2 separate regions of the Mus musculus genome follow, and region 2 is linked to region 1. A link is a contact called in public Hi-C data. All regions are on one chromosome and are shown on one strand. Each heading gives the region's core, a stretch centred on a gene start, on an enhancer-like site or on the middle of the called end of the contact. The rest is flanking DNA. Distances are from core to core; before and after follow the strand shown. Region 1 overlaps Magi3 (membrane associated guanylate kinase, WW and PDZ domain containing 3). Region 2 overlaps Magi3 (membrane associated guanylate kinase, WW and PDZ domain containing 3).

The links. A called contact is a pair of places that touch in the nucleus more often than the background predicts.
Region 2: a contact with region 1 is called in a Hi-C map of liver, with 2.2 times the contacts expected there. The contact joins two enhancer-like sites. A contact is called at or near these places in 1 of 15 datasets of contacts at CTCF or cohesin (the NIH/3T3 cell line) and 3 of 484 Hi-C or Micro-C datasets (large pre-B cells, liver and uterus).

What each region holds. Positions count from the first base shown.
Region 1 is chr3:104,107,981-104,111,634 of GRCm38.p6, forward strand. The region is part of intron 1 of Magi3 (membrane associated guanylate kinase, WW and PDZ domain containing 3); the gene reads right to left. Among named protein-coding and RNA genes, the nearest start is that of Magi3, 110 kb to the right of the region's middle. Within about 2 kb of position 1,626, at least 10 of the 459 cell types and tissues checked have an H3K27ac peak or open chromatin away from gene starts, as enhancers often do. A contact at or near this core is called in liver, where this site is marked.
Region 2 is chr3:104,188,268-104,191,921 of GRCm38.p6, forward strand. All of the region lies in intron 1 of Magi3 (membrane associated guanylate kinase, WW and PDZ domain containing 3), which reads right to left. Among named protein-coding and RNA genes, the nearest start is that of Magi3, 30 kb to the right of the region's middle. Within about 2 kb of position 1,749, at least 8 of the 459 cell types and tissues checked have an H3K27ac peak or open chromatin away from gene starts, as enhancers often do. A contact at or near this core is called in liver, where this site is marked.

The DNA of each region.
Region 1 (3,654 bases), core at 376-2,875:
TTGAGTCAATACTTTAGCTTTTCTTAAACTCAAAACTTCTAAGATATGGCATAATTTAGAGATAACTATAAAATGCTTAAAATCTAGGTTAGATTTTAAGTTATATAAGTAATGTCTTTTAGGTTAGAGATAATTAAAAGATAAAGCCACAATAAAGTTCAAAATCATGAATTATCTTGCATGATGGATTTCTTAAGGGAAAATGAAGTTAACCCAATCTTATTCTAAGGGCCTTTGATGTTTTTAAAAACCAGTTAGCACAGAAAAGGCTAAACTTAAAGAGTAATGCCCATAATTATCAGAACTGGAATCACACTAGGTTTTACCATCAACTCCTACTGGTATGGGCAGTCACAAAGAAAAGGATGAGAGACAACTGCAATCCAAAATGCATTTTAAACAAAATGTGCAACTAGACACTGAATGTAGCATTCGTGTTTAGCATCACTAAAACTGAAAATCATATCTGCAAACATTTTTAGAAACTCTAAGTTTTGTTCTTATTTTATTTGTATGAGTGTTTTGTCTGCATGTATGTATTTATGTGCATCACATGTGTCCTGGAGTTGGAAGAGGCAAAAAGAGGGTCTCAGATCTCCTGGAACTAGAGTTATGGATGGTTGTGAGCCACCATGTAGGTGTTGGGAACCAAACCAGGGTACTCTGCAAAGGCAGTAAGTGCTTTTAACTGATGAGACAAATCTCCAGTCCCTCCATCATTGCTTCTTGACAATCAAGACAATATACTGTAAGCACCAGTCAATTAGACATAATGAAAATTTAATAAAACTGAGTTGACATTATTTAAGATTAACAACTGATAATAAAATATTCTAAATAAACCATTCACCATGGACGTCCCTGTCTCCAGAAACTAATAGAACTTTCTAAAGAATAAAGCGATTGTTTCTTCTATGTAATTTCAAAGAATTTAAAAAAATCTTAAATAGGTAGTTTACTAATGATTATCAGAAGGCCAACAAATATATTAATTCCCAAGGACACTGTTGTCCTACAGAGATGGCTCAGCAGTTAAGAGCACTTGTTGCTCTTGCAAATCACCCACATGGTGGCACACAGCTGCCTGCAATTCCAGTTCCTGACCCTAAGCCCTCTTATGACTTCTATAGGTACTGTATGATCCTGGTGTATAATATATAATGCAGGCACATCTATATATGATCTCTGTCTCTGTCTCTCTCTCTCCTCCCCTCTCCTCCTTCTCCTCCCCCTCTCCCTTCCCCTCCTACCCACCTCCCCCCAGGTTAATTCACAGAACCTTGACATCTCAAGGGCATGAAAAAAAAATCTCCCTGAGGCTAATGTAAACGTTATTAAACAAATACAAACAAAAGATTCTTTATAATGTGAACATTCTTACCTAGCCAGCCTATGCTTTAAAATTTTTTGCTCTTTGAATTCTATTCTTTGGTTTTTATATGAACAGTGAAACTGGTTTATAAAGTTTAAAAATATATACATCAGACAAATAGTTTGGCTAGATGAATGTCTGTAATTGGTATTTTAATTGTATAAAAATATCCAGGCGGTCAAGTTTGAATATACAACTCCTTAGTCAGGAATTCACAGCTACAAACCCATAGTTACTGAATATACGCAAACTCTGAATCACCACCAGTTCTCATTGAGAAATCAGTGAATAAAGCAACTGGCTATTATTTGGATTAACCCTGAGTCCTGTTGGCGTGGGTTCAGCATGCAAACAACTGTAAATCAATCTACCCACACTTCATCATCTTTTTGACAAGGACAGTAAGGAGAATTTGTCAACTGCTTGCTAAAGTCAAGATACAACATGTCTTTACTATTCTCTAATCTAGAAGCAATTATAAAACAGGGGGTAGGGGGAGAGTAAAAATGAGGTCAGTTTGGCATGTCTTGTTTCTTAGAAATCCATATTGGCTCTGGGTGATAAGCTATTCTTTTCTAAATACTTGGAATTTGTTTTTAAATAATCTCTTCAACTTTTGTGAGTTTAGATTATAGTAGGGCAATAGACTTGTGTGTTCACAGTCTACGGAGCACTTCTCTCCAGTCTCCCAGTTCTTCTTACATTCTCCTCCATGAAGTGTGTGTTGGGAGCAGGGGGATTAAAATAATTCTGAGGTCACGTCTGAGACTCTTCAACTCCAGAAGCCAATCCATTTAAGTCTTTTTAATAGTTCAAACTGAGCCCCAATCCGCTATGAAGTAAAGGCCTATTTTGAACTCCCAATCCTTTTGCTTCTGAGTGCTAAGATTACAGGTATGTACCACCATGCCTGGTTTATTCAGTGCTGTGGAAGGAATGGAACCCAGACAAGCACTCTACCAATTACACTACTTCCCCATTCCTCCTTAAAGTTTTGAAAATATAAATTTATTTAAAGTAAATTATGCTCTTTTTAAACAGATTTATGTATGTTCACCTTTATATATGGACCTGTGTGAGTCTACATGCACCACATGGGTGCCAGGCGCCCTGACCTTAGATTAAATTCCCTCAAACTCGTTACCTCTAAACTGTGAGCTACCTCTAAACTAAATCTTATTCTTATCCAATCCCACCACATAGCAGATGTTTAGCATAATGTCCAGCTTTCCTGTTTTATATTATTTTTAGCTTATACTGTTGAAAAAGTAACTTGTTCCTTCAAAGTTTTCTTAAATTATTACTTTGTTTAGTTTTTTTTTTTAAATTTTTTATTTGATACACAATCTCTCTACACAGACTTCGCTGTCCTGAAACTCGCTATGTACATGAGGCCGGCCTTGAACTCCTTGAACTCACAGAGATTCACCTGCTTCTGCCTCCCAAGTGCTAGGATCAAAAGCACGTGCCATTATGCCTCTGGCTTCCTTCAAGATTATAACAGAAGTAAAATAAGAATGATACAAGGTGGCTCAGTGGAAAAGAACTTGCCAGTAGGATCCAGGCTCTGAGTTTAATAATCCCCGACTTCAAAAGTTGTTGGGTTTTTCTGCAAGGGAGGGGGGGAGATGGCCTATCTACTCACTCATGTTGTTCTTGAAACATCTCTGTTCCTTTTGAGATTTGGTCTTGAGGAAAATGCTTATACTGTTATGCTCACAGCTACATGTATATTATATATTGGAAACAGAATCTTATTAAATAATCCAGACTCTCTAAACTCCTGACTTTCCCAGATTGGCCTCCCTAATACTAAGATTACAGGCGTGCATCATCAAAAGCAGACCGACCATGCATTTCTTCCTCCTCCTCTTCTTCCTCTCCCTCCTCCTCCTCCTCTTCTTCTCCTTTTTTTCTTTTTCTTTTTCTTTTTTTTTTTTTGGTTTTTCGAGACAGGGTTTCTCTGTGTAGCCCTGGCTGTCCTGGAACTCATTCTGTAGACCAGGCTGGCCTTGAACTCAGAAATCCGCCTGCCTCTGCCTCCTGAGTACTGGGATTAAAGGTGTGTGCCACCACTGCCATGCATTTCTTCTGAAAGTGTATTAAGACTGTGATAATTATTAGTTCTTTTCCACCAATTGATCACATGCATTGTATACATCTATAAAAACTTTTTACAAATTTTCTTTTAGAAATGTTTAACCTTGAAATTGTATGTACAGATGCTAGAAACATTTAAAATATAGCCTTGCTTCCCTTACAAACACACACCACAAGGCTGG
Region 2 (3,654 bases), core at 499-2,998, 80 kb after region 1:
GATATGAAAATAAACTTGGATGGGTGGGTAACAAGCTGGTACCGAGAAAGAGAGAAGCACTGGCAAAATGTGATGGCTTTGTCTTCTTTCTTCCTTCCTTCCTTCCTTCCTTCCTTCCTTCCTTCCTTCCTTCAAGAACAAAGATTTAAGAGCCTAATACTACTTTCAAGTATTTGAGACTGAGTGAATGGGAAAACACATTCAGAAGATATTCAAGTACACATTCTATCAGTCTCTGAGTTAGGTGGTGGGAAGCCTCCTGAGTGAGGCTTATAGGAAAGGAGAGACAGGTGACTATTAAAGAGAATAGTGAGATACACGCTCAGGAGGCAAAGTGAAGAGCACAGGGTACATATACGAACCCTCAAAAATCATGACAAGAACCTGATTTTAGCAAGGTTTTTGAATGAAAGACCTAAGATAAGATAAAGTGGAAACATCAAAGCAAGCACCCACAGTCCCTTCCTTAAACTACTTGGTTAATTATGATGGATTCAAATTAAGCTACCAAAAATCAATAAATGTGATCTCCAATTTAATATCTGGCTTATTTTAAAATTCATTCCTAGGATTATTTGAAACTAAAATCTTTGATAAAATAAATTACAAGATAAAACTGTATTCTTAAAAGATTACACATCTACAAAAGGGTATCAGTAAATTTTATAGGTGATGGAAATGTTAATTGTGATACTAATTACATAATTATATGCATTTATCCAAATCAACAGATTGATATAGCTAAAAACCTGTGAATTTTACTGTAAAAGATACCTCAGTAAGTATGCCATTAAAAAAAAAGGATCACAGTCACTTACTACTCAGCTAATGATAACTAGTCACAAGTTATTCAATAGTATTACATTAAAAACAAATCATATGCTAATGCTATTACTATCCATTTATAGTATTCTATTTATAAGCAATCCCCACAAAACATGCAATTTCTTAATAAATATGCAGTTTTACAACTTTTACTTGGATGGAACTCTAAATATTTCCTGTTGAATCTAAGAAAGAAGTCTTCTTGGAAGCCCCGACAAATGACACAGGCAACTGTCATTACTCTTGGTTGTTCAACAAAACTAGATGTTAAGAACCTACTGCCAAAGACCTTTGGTTGTAGGACACAGAAAAATCAATGAACTGACCTGAAAACTTCCTCCCTGATGACTAACTTTCATGGTACCAAAATGTGCTCTGGAGACTGCTGGGAGAGACAAAACATCAAATGGTACTTCTGTGACCAACTGCATCTTACAAAACCAGGTAAGATGTACCCACTGGTGCAATAGTTGCACAAAGGTTATGGGTAGATTTGACATCTCTCCATAGAAAGAAATTTAGACTGACACTACAAATCTGCCCAGAAGCACATGGCTCAGGAGGTTACAGGCCCTAGGAGGAAGACTACTACTGTTGTTTTGTTAAGTGGCGTGTTGTCAAGCTGCACTAGAAACATTTGTGTTTATACCCATAGATTAACCTTGCCCTCAACCTTGGCCAGAGGAGCGTCTCTCTGCAGTGGTTAACAGTTAATACAGAAACTCGTAACTAATCAAAGTGCTGAGAATAAGTGTTCAGACCTAAATGGGACATTTATATCAACAAACCCCCATTCCCAAAGAATCAAGGCACAACAAGGAAGAGGGGCAGATGCTTGTAAGAGCAAGAATGGAGAAGTGCTATGAAGTGCAGTCTTCTGATCGTGACAAGCTATCACACTCATGCTCTTACGGCAGCTATGTTATCTGCACAAGATCAAGTCCATAGGTCAGACAACAGTCCAACAACAGTCCAACAGCAGCACTAACTGAACTCAAGTGGATTTTAAAAACAAAAGAGAGGGCATGAACCCACTGGGGGTTACTCAGGGAAGTAGAAGGAAAAAGTTGGGGGATTACTGAATGAATGGAAAGGGAGAGTTGGGTTGTATATAATCAAGATACATTGTTTACATACATGAACTTGTCAAATAAAAAATAAAAGCCTATTAAGGGGCCAGAGATATGACTCAGTAGTTAAAAGGATTGGCTGCTCTTCCAGAGGTTAGAGTCCCAGCACGTACATGGCACCAAACATACAAGTAATGCACATACATCCATGCAAGCAAAACACACATATGCAGAAAATAAAGCTTTAAGTTTTTGTTTTGCTTTATTTTGTTTTGTTTTGTTTTTTAGTTTACTTTACTTTGTTTTGTTTTGAGATGAGATTTCTGTGTAACCCTGGCTGTCTTGGAACTCACTCTATAGACCAAGTTGGCCTCAAACTTAGACAGCCTCCTGCCTCCTGCCTCCTGCCTCCTGCCTCCTGCCTCCTGCCTCTGCATCCCAAGTGCTGAGATTAAAGGTGTAAGCCATTGTATATTTTTAAAATGTACTGTATTTAAAAAAAAAATGATCAGTTCAGTGTCTAACCTGAAGTCTGAAATCTACATCCTAACATAATTTTAAGAGTATTTAAAATCTAAATCATTTTCTCAAGTCAGCTCTCCTTTCCAATATCCCTTTTCTTTTGCCATCCTCTATATTTCAAGGTTGATTTATAATCCTTCTTCCCCCAAGCTACCTTGTTCTACCTATCCCGAGAAATCACTCTTCTTTAAAGGTTCCATGCTAATTGTTAACTCCTGTATAGACAATCCTACATATTAGTACCTGACTAATTATATCTCTTTTATTGATCACAAACACTTTGCTTAAAAATATTTGCCTAATTTTATTAGAAATAGAATAAAGTGTAAATTTCTATGACTAGTTTTCAAATTTTCCATAATCAAATCTAATCTTGTAATCTAAATAAGTCAAGTGAGCTGATTTTAAAAAGATAAAGAGGGATCTAGATACTGGAAGTAAGGATAAGAAGTTAAAACACTAAAAGCTTTAACGCTTAAACAGAAGTATAAGGACTATTCTGAAGTAAAGGACAAACCAATTGGTACAGGAGAAGAATTATTCTGAGCTTGAAGTATACATAAAGTGGTGGTGGGTCAAAATTCTAGATAAAGGCACAGAAAGCCATAGCCATTAAAAATAATCTAGGAGTAGAATGATAGGAAACAAAGCAACTAATCCATCCCCAGTTACTACTGATGGATACAAGCATCTCGCAATGACCAATCAGTGCACATCTCCACTAAGAGAGGATGCTTAGTGAGTGAGCATAGATAGAAATGATCATGAACACAACCACAAAGTTTCGTTCATTTCAATCAATCTGTAGAACAATAACATAGAAAGCTTTTAAAAAATCTAAAATGTCTTTAAATTTTAATAATATCAGGAAGACTGAATTATACTCATTTATTTTGGTTATTAGCATTACTAATATTACCAAAAAGAGTACTGGTGAAACACTTAGAAGAAAGCAAATAAAAACATTATAGGGAGTTAGAGATGCAGCTTACCTACTATGCATATGGCCCGGAGTACTACTCCTACCTAGCACATAAAAAATATAAAATTGAAAATTGTTCCCATTCATGAAAAATGTAAATACTGGCCTCAAATCTTTCTCTAATGGTCTAGAACAACAAAATATGCAATAATGTAATCTCACGAAGAAAATCATATACCAACTGGGCAGTGGTGGCGCAGGCCTTTAATCCCAGCACTTGGGAGGCAGAGGCAGGCGGGTTTCTGAGTTCAAGCC